Regions from separate parts of the Sus scrofa genome. Here region 2 is linked to region 1. Evidence: chromatin contacts called from public Hi-C data. All regions are on one chromosome and are shown on one strand. The core of a region is the stretch at or near the end of the contact, and the rest is flanking DNA. Distances in the headings are between cores, read along the strand shown.

Evidence for each region. Hi-C and Micro-C count contacts between places; a contact is called where the count stands out from the background.
Region 2: a contact with region 1 is called in a Hi-C map of embryonic fibroblasts, with 2.5 times the contacts expected there. The contact joins two enhancer-like sites. A contact is called at or near these places in 2 of 47 Hi-C or Micro-C datasets (embryonic fibroblasts and epiblast stem cells) and 1 of 2 datasets of contacts at active chromatin or transcription factors (alveolar macrophages).

What each region holds. Positions count from the first base shown.
Region 1 is chr7:98,863,026-98,867,065 of Sscrofa11.1, reverse strand. All of the region lies in intron 9 of TTLL5 (tubulin polyglutamylase TTLL5), which reads right to left. Among named protein-coding and RNA genes, the nearest start is that of TTLL5, 43 kb to the right of the region's middle. Within about 2 kb of position 2,230, at least 60 of the 83 cell types and tissues checked have an H3K27ac peak or open chromatin away from gene starts, as enhancers often do. A contact at or near this core is called in embryonic fibroblasts, where this site is marked.
Region 2 is chr7:99,350,404-99,354,443 of Sscrofa11.1, reverse strand. It overlaps GPATCH2L (G-patch domain containing 2 like), which reads right to left. Exons shown (of 10, transcript NM_001243404.1): 8 at 3,090-3,175. Among named protein-coding and RNA genes, the nearest start is that of GPATCH2L, 27 kb to the right of the region's middle. Within about 2 kb of position 1,978, at least 3 of the 83 cell types and tissues checked have an H3K27ac peak or open chromatin away from gene starts, as enhancers often do. A contact at or near this core is called in embryonic fibroblasts, where this site is marked.

The sequences.
Region 1 (4,040 bases), core at 981-3,480:
CTATAACAAAATACTATAAACTATGTAGTTTATAAACAACAGGAATTTAGTTCTCATAGTTCTGGAGGCTTGAGGTCCAAGACTAAGATGCAGGCAGATAGACAGCACCTTCTTACTGTGCCCTCACAGGGCAGAAAGGGTGAGAAATTTCTCCAGGGCTCTTTTATAAAAGGGCACTAATCATTCACGAGGGCTCCACCCTCATGACCTAATTACCTCTCAAAACGCCCACCTTCAGGGAGTTCCCGTCATGGCGCAGTGGTTAACGAATCCGACTAGGAACCATGAGGTTGCGGGTTCAATCCCTGCCCTTGCTCAGTGGGTTAACGATCCGGCGTTGCCGTGAGCTGTGGTGTAGGTTGCAGACACGGCTCGGATCCCTCGTTGCTGTGGCTCTGGCATAGGCCGGTGGCTACAGCTCCGATTGGACCCCTAGCCTGGGAACCTCCATATGCCGCAGGAGCGGCCCAAGAAATAGCAACAACAACAACAACAAAAAAAAAACAACTCCCACCTTCAAATAACACCACCTTGAGAGTTAGGATTTTAATATGTAAACCTGGGAGGTCACATTCAGATCACAGCACCACCATGCATCACAGACTTGTTGCCACTGAATAGTAAATGCCCTTTAGATGGTACATGTGAGCTCTGGTTCTCCAGTCTCCACCTAGCCAGCTGTTTAGTCAATGTCCTTGTGAACACTGAGGTTTGCGATTTGTGATTTAGATCTTCACATTTCATATTTCATCCTAGTTAGGTCTGAAAGCATCAACACAATTCTTTTATTAGAAACAACCTAAAAGTGGTAATTCTCTACTAGCTAGCCTAGGACCAAGTTTGCAAATACTTCTCCTAACACACATACTGAAATTTACATGAGGAATTGAGTCTTGAACCACCTCCTTAATGAAATCAAGCTTTAGGAAAAGCTCTCAAGACAGAATTTCATAGCCTTGACCTTTAAGCCTAAAAAGGGGGGGGGGGGCAGGGAGAGGGAGCAAGAGAGAGAAAGAAAAAAAAGGTGGGGGGGAACTCTACTTTTTTTGCCAAATCAGAAACTCTGGGTACTATTTCACAACCTACTGATGAGTAGAGAACTATACGTCCATTTTTTTTTTTTTTTTGGTACACACTAAAACATATTAGATTATCTTTATTCTAATAGACAATAAATTCTTTTTATTTTGCTTTTTAGGGCCACACCCATGGCACATGGAGGTTCCCAGGCTAGGGGTCAGTTAGGAACTACAGCTACAGGTCTATCCCACAGCCACAGTAACATGGGATCTGAGCCTCATCTGCAACCTATACCGCAGCTCATGGCAACGTCAGATCCTTAACCCACTGAGCGAGGCCCGGGATTGAACACGCATCCTCATGGATACTAGTCGGGTTCATAACCCACTGAGCCACAACAGGAACTCCTCTGACAATAAATTCTTAAATCAAAAGCTGTATTTTCTTTTTGCTTTCGAATGTTTCTCAATGAGAATGAAGACAATGGTAATAATTTGTCTAAAACTCTTGAGTGAGTGAGTGTGTGTGTGTGTGTGTGTGTGTGTGTGAAGGAAGGGTCTCGCTGTTAGACATACAGTAGGTACCTGACAGGCACTAAATGAAACCACACCTGAGTTGCTGGTTCAGGAGCTCTACTACATGGACCTCAAACGGGAAGGAAAACACAGTTAGTGGGGTCCTTTCACCTCTCCTTTGTTCTATGAACACGAGACCACAGTCAGTCCCTGAGAGTCTAGATGGAGGATAGTTAAACCACACATTTATTCTAACAAACATTCACTGCAAACACACAAAGTAAGGGGAGGGCAGCTCTGAGGAGACCCTGGCTGTGGCGGACACGTTATCTTTCAGCAGGTGTAGCCATTCAGAGCCACAAAGGCCTGGAGGATCAAGAGACAGCGCCTCAGGCAGCCGTGCCAGGAGCCACTGGGTTTCATCCTGCCCTGACCCAGAAAAATCTTATGGAAGAGAACAAGAGGCCCAAGAGCTCTCTGATCTGCTGTCAACCAGCTGCGGCCGGGAGACTGCCAAAGTGCTGCAGTGACGAGGCAGCGCCCTGCGGAGCCGTCTGGGAGGGGATTACCAGCCTGATCCCCTGGTCCTCAGAGCCAGAAATGACTCAAACTTCACAAACAGCAAGGGCCTGCCAGGGAGGGTGACAATGAGCGCTGGAGAGGGTTTTCTCCCCCTTGTCGGTGTCTCTCCCCTCCTCCTGCTGCTGTGGCAGATTCTGGACAGTGTGCAGCCCGTGAGGTAATCTGAATTCCTTGGCAACCGGCAAGTACCTGAATTCTTTCAAAACCACAGGAATCCAGCAGAGAAAAGGTAAATATCCCTGCGGAGCCAGTGTTAATTAGCAAGGAAGGCTACTGAAGAAGGAACTGGGGGCGGGGAGCAAGGGAGAGGCATTACAAATGCTTCGGGATCTTTTCTGAGTTTCCACTGAATAATATGGCTGAGGCCAAAGAGAGGCAGTCCCCGACCAGACCAACCGGGGCCTCCTCGGGCCTTCTCGGCATCCCCTTCTCCCACCTCCGCCGTGTGGGTGGAGCTCCCCCAGTTCCCTGGATGGGCTCTTTCATCCCCCCCACCCCACCCCAGTTGCTAGCGCTACCTAGCTTTGGGTCTCTGACAGCACATTTGGTTTTCAACTCAATTTTGTTTTAACTTTCTTTTTCAACTTTTTATTTTTCCTCTTTCAGCGAAAATTTGGCTGTTAGCTTTGTCTCAAAAAGGGCCTTCACAAATGGTTTAGACCACATACTGGATCCACCTAAAACTGTAAAATCCAGGACAAAGTCTTTCTGGATTCCACCTCTGAAAGGAAAAAGAGCCTGCACCATTTTGGTAGAGAACAGCACCCCTCTTTGGAAACCGGAGTGTCCCCTGCTGGTGCCAAACAACAACATACGAGGAAAGTCAAAAAGCAGGAAGGGGCAAAACACTGGACTCAAATACTACTGACACCATTTTTTAAAACGTCTCAATATTTTGTCCACATATAAGAAGAAGAGAGTTTTTCTACTTCCCATGTTAATAAGACAAGGACAACTGAAATTACTAGTCTAGAAAAAAAGCATTTAGGGTCTTTTGCTTTAGTAAATCTAAGAAGGTAAAGAATTTACACAAAATTCTTACTTCACAGAACCGTCTTATGAAATGAACTTAACCTTTCCGTCACCTAAGCATGACTTCTGAGGCCCCAAACAGAAATGATACGGGTTCTAAAAAAGGAGACCAATGACACTGCTGCCAGTTCTGTCTCTTTAGGAAAGATGATGGTTTTCCTTGTTGAGCCTCAAAGTAAAATGTTTGAGTGATCTCATCCCAAACTGATTATCTTCAGTAATGTCCATATAAAACACACGTGACCCAAGGTTACTAGAGACTGCAGATCTGGAGATGCTGTAGACTATTGTTGAGAGTAATGACACAATCGAGCGGATTCTGCGGATTAAAAAGAAGCAGAGGAACGCCAAGATACACAGCGGTTAAGACACAGCAACTTAGGCGCATGGAAGTTATTGCACAGAGCAATGCACCCTTGCAGGACTGGCTAATAGCCTGTCATAATGTATTATCCTCTTGTAAAGCTTTATTATTCACCTATGCTTTTAGGTAAAATGAGCCAAAGCCCTGAAAATTCATATTTTTTGGTTCAATTTAATCCAAGTTTTAAAAAAGCTGTTTTCCAAATTATTCTGAGAAAAAGCATCCACTAAAAAAAATTATGGACACATACTCAGTTCCTGCTGGAGGCATGAGAACAGAGTCACTCAATTCAGTGGGTTCTGACTTCCCACACACAGCCAATAGCCAGAGCACTTGCATGTCTGTAGTAAATTTTATAATAAATATTGGTATTGCAATCTGAATCACTTTGCATCTGAACCACTGAGGTTTTAAAACTATGCCAGATTTTACCAACAGAGAGGCTATTAATACTGCGGGTGAAGTACCTTTGGAATAATATGCAAAACATACTGCTATGATATCCTTGAGAAACAGCATGACCTTGA
Region 2 (4,040 bases), core at 729-3,228, 490 kb before region 1:
TCCCTCACCACCACTCTTCAACATTTCTTCCTAGGTGCCAGGTTTTGTTAAATGGTCTACTCTCTACAAAGCCCACCATCCACTTCCGAATCCAATCTCATCAGTGAGCCACAGTGAAGCTAGACTGCCCTTGCTGGGCAGGAACCCCCCACCATTTCAAAGGAAAAAGGGGGGTCCCCGAGGGTTAAGTGTTCTATCATCTACATTTTCTAAAACCTGCAGAGAGGTCATTTGTGCTGACCATTTCCCACACATCAGTGATTATCTATCTTTATTGATTATGCACCTTCATCAGTAAGAAAATTGAGCAAACACTGAGCAAACACTCTTTATATATGTAATACATATAAAACAAAACATGTGCTGCTAGACTAATACATGTATAACAAGGAATTCCCTTGTGGTATGGCGAGTTAAGGATCCAGCATTGTCCTCCAGCTGCTCAGGTTGCTGCTGTGGTATGACTTCAATCCCTGCCTTGGGAATTTATGCATGCCACGGGCACAGCAAAAAAAAAAAAAAAAGAATAATAAATAAATGCAAGTTTAAACAAATTTTCCCGCTACCCCAAAGAAACTTCCTGTTTGCAATCCACTTTGTATCCACTGCCCTGGGAGTGATGTCTAAAAGGCCAATGAGCTCTAATTGTCCATATACTCTTGTCTTGCTTTCAGCAACAGTCTGATGCAATAAGCAGTATTTCCCTAGAGCTGAGCACACCAGAAACACAGCCTAGGCTTGCTTATGTTTCCAAGCCCAGCCACAAGCACTGCAAATAGAGAACAAAGATAATGATGTGGATAATGGGATACACAAACAATAAGTTCACACCCACTCCAAGCCAAGGTGAGGCCTTACAGGTAGCAGAAAATATGATAAAAGCATGAATACCAATCTCAGCACAGCACAGCTCTATGTAGCAGAAGTAAAGGAAGGAGGGCAAATGATCCACTTTCAGCATCTAACATGACATGGTGCTACTCATACAGTTTTCCCAAAGAGCGTACACGGCCCTTGTTTAATTTGGTATTAAGACAAAAAGCTGGAGGACTGTTCTATGGACTGAAATCTTGTGTCTGGTTCCAAGACAGCTTGGGCACTACCACCTCTAAGAAAAGCTACCTGAGCCTGAGTTAGGCACCGCTCCTCTGTGCTCCATGTCACTCTGGTGCACACCTTTAGGCACACATCACTCCAAATTGTAGCTGTCCATTTCCACACCTGACTCTGCCAGGAGGATAAAAACTCCTCCTTAAGGGTAGTGCCAAACAAAGCGCCAGGCACATAAAAGGGAATCAGCAAATGATGAAAGAATGAATGATGCATGTGACTAAAGAAAACGACGGTGTTTAATATTCCACAATTTCCCAAGTTCTTAGTTAACACCACATGTGGTAGTCTCTCTTTGCAAAAGACCTTTCCTACTGAAGCACTACTTTTCCAGTAGAAGGCTGGGCAGCAGGTTATAGTGCAGAGTTTATTATTATAGCCTATAGTGGAATTTCTAACTGTATCCATGAAAGAATATTTTGTACACTCTACACCCCAAATCTACGAACACATCCACTTAAGAACATGTTAAGAAGAAAAAAAAATCATCATGGAATTCCCGTTGTGGCTCAGCAGGTTATGAACCCTACTAGCATCCATGAGGATGCACGTTTAATCCCTGACCTCCCTCAGTGGGTTAAGGATCCGGCATTGCCATGAGCTCCAGTGTAGGTCACAGATGCAGCTTGGATCTGGCACTGCTGTGGCTGTGGTGAAGTCCGGCAGCTGCAGCTCCGATTCGACCCCTATCCTAGGAACTTCCATATAACTCAGGTGCAACCCTAAAAAGCAAAAAAACAAAAACAGAACCTTGGAAAGAAATTCTTTGTGCTTCTAGAAATAACAGAAGTTCTATGGTTTGGCCTATGTGCACAGTAACTCGCTGGGGCAGGCTTCCAGTGAAACCATATTTGCTCTGTGAGTCACCCAACATAGAGAATTTATATTCAGAGGCACTGGTTTCATTCTACTACAGAAGTGCAGGATTCATTCTGACGAAGGTATGCTGAATGCCCAGTAAGTGCCAGAAACTGTGTTAGGTGCTGGGGACACATCAGGGAACAAGATAAGGTCCCGGCACTTCTAAGCTTATATTTTAGTGAGAGACGGGGGAAGGTAGGAAAAGAAACCAATAAACAGTCATTACAGACTGTGATTAAAGCTCTAAAGTAAAGAAATAGATAATGAGTGGTGAGCGGTACAGGTGGCCCCTTTAGACAGGATGGTCTTGAAGGCCCCCCGAGGAGGGGCCAGAGCTGAAAAGAAAATCATGGAAGAAGAGCTCCAAGATGGTGGGTCAAAGCAAAGGGAACACATGTGAAGGTCCAGCGGCAGAAGAGGATTGTGATTTTTTGAAGAACAAATGGGAGCTCCCTGGCACAGGTGGATCTCCTCCCCAGTGGGGAGGAAGAAGTCTATGAAAGGAGGTTAGACATGAAGCCAGGAGTCCGATCATGCAGGGTTTTGCAGGTCATGGCAACAGCCATTAATAATGTTTTTTTGAAGATGGGACATTTAGCAGAAGAAAGATAGAACAGGAGCCAGAGCTCAGGTCAAAGCTGAGATTTAAATCACATACTAGGGAGTTCCCACTGCGGCTCAGTGGTCAACAAAACCAACTAGTATCCTTGAGGACACAGGTTTGATTCCTGGCCTCACTCAGTGGGTTAATAAGTATCAGGCATGGCTGTGAGCTGTGGTGTAGGTCACAGACACGCTTCAGATCCTGCATTGCTGTGGCTGCGGTGTAGACCAGCAGCTGCAGCTCCAATTTGACGCCTAGCCTGGGAACTTCCATATGCCTGCAGTGAAGCCCTAAAATCAGTCAGTCCATCAATCAATCACATACTAGCCATGTGATCACAGAAAAGATACTTCAATACTCTGCCTCAGTTTCTACATCAGTAAAACAACTACTGACTTCAAAAGGTTGTTGTATAGATTGAATTAGATAGTATACACAAACATACTTTAATTTGAAGTGTTAAAAAAAGAAAAACAGTATCATCTGGAAAAAAACAGACCCTAGAAGAAATTACCTGGCAGAGCAGTGTGCTGGTGAACATCTCCGGTGAGAAGCATCAGCGAGAACATCCAGGGAGTAAAGGGGAGAAAGAGGATTAAACTGCAGGAACAAATGAGATTATTTTAGTAAGGTTTATGAAACAAGACTGATCCTAAAGGGCTGCTACCTGCTACTCCATTACTTTTCCCCCTTTGTTCACCTTGGTAAAGTTGAGCCCATTCAATAGTGGCCCCATGAATGTAGCAGGGTTAATCTAGCAACCTCAAAAACAGGTTATTCCTTGGTAAACAACAACTTTTCAAAAACTTCTGATACACAATAACTACTTACGTGGCAGGAGGTAGTACTTTCTAAATGACAAAAAGGGAACTTATGCCTATTGATTATCAGCCCTGTTCCCAAGGATACTAGCATGAAATTACCTTTTCATTTCCTTATCCTGGCAGATGTTTCCAGTGAATAACTGGTTAGCACATACCAGCAGCAGTGTAGTGGAAACAGAACTAGATTAAGAATTAGAATACCCAGCGTTTAGTTCCAGTCTACCACTGAGTTGCCATATATTAAAAACTACAAAATCTATCTGTAAAATGGATGTATCACTAGCCATCTTACCTATTTTATGGGGTGACTGTGAAGACTAAAGAAAATATTGCCTTCAGTTTATAAAGTAATTTCAATTTCTCATCTATAAAACATCCATTCACCTAAAAAGGGGGTTGTAAGGATCAACTGGGATACTATACATAAAAGTACCTCACTTTATGTTCACTAGCTTTCTTTGGATTTTTTTTCCACAATAAATAATCCTCCCTCCAAATTTCAGAACTAAATATGTATCAATCCTGGAAGACCTCTAATTTCAAAAGAACTTAAAAAGTATACAAACTACGCAATTGTTCTGTCATAGAAGTTCCAGTCCCGGAGTTCCCATCGTGGCACAGTGGTTAACGAATCCGACTAG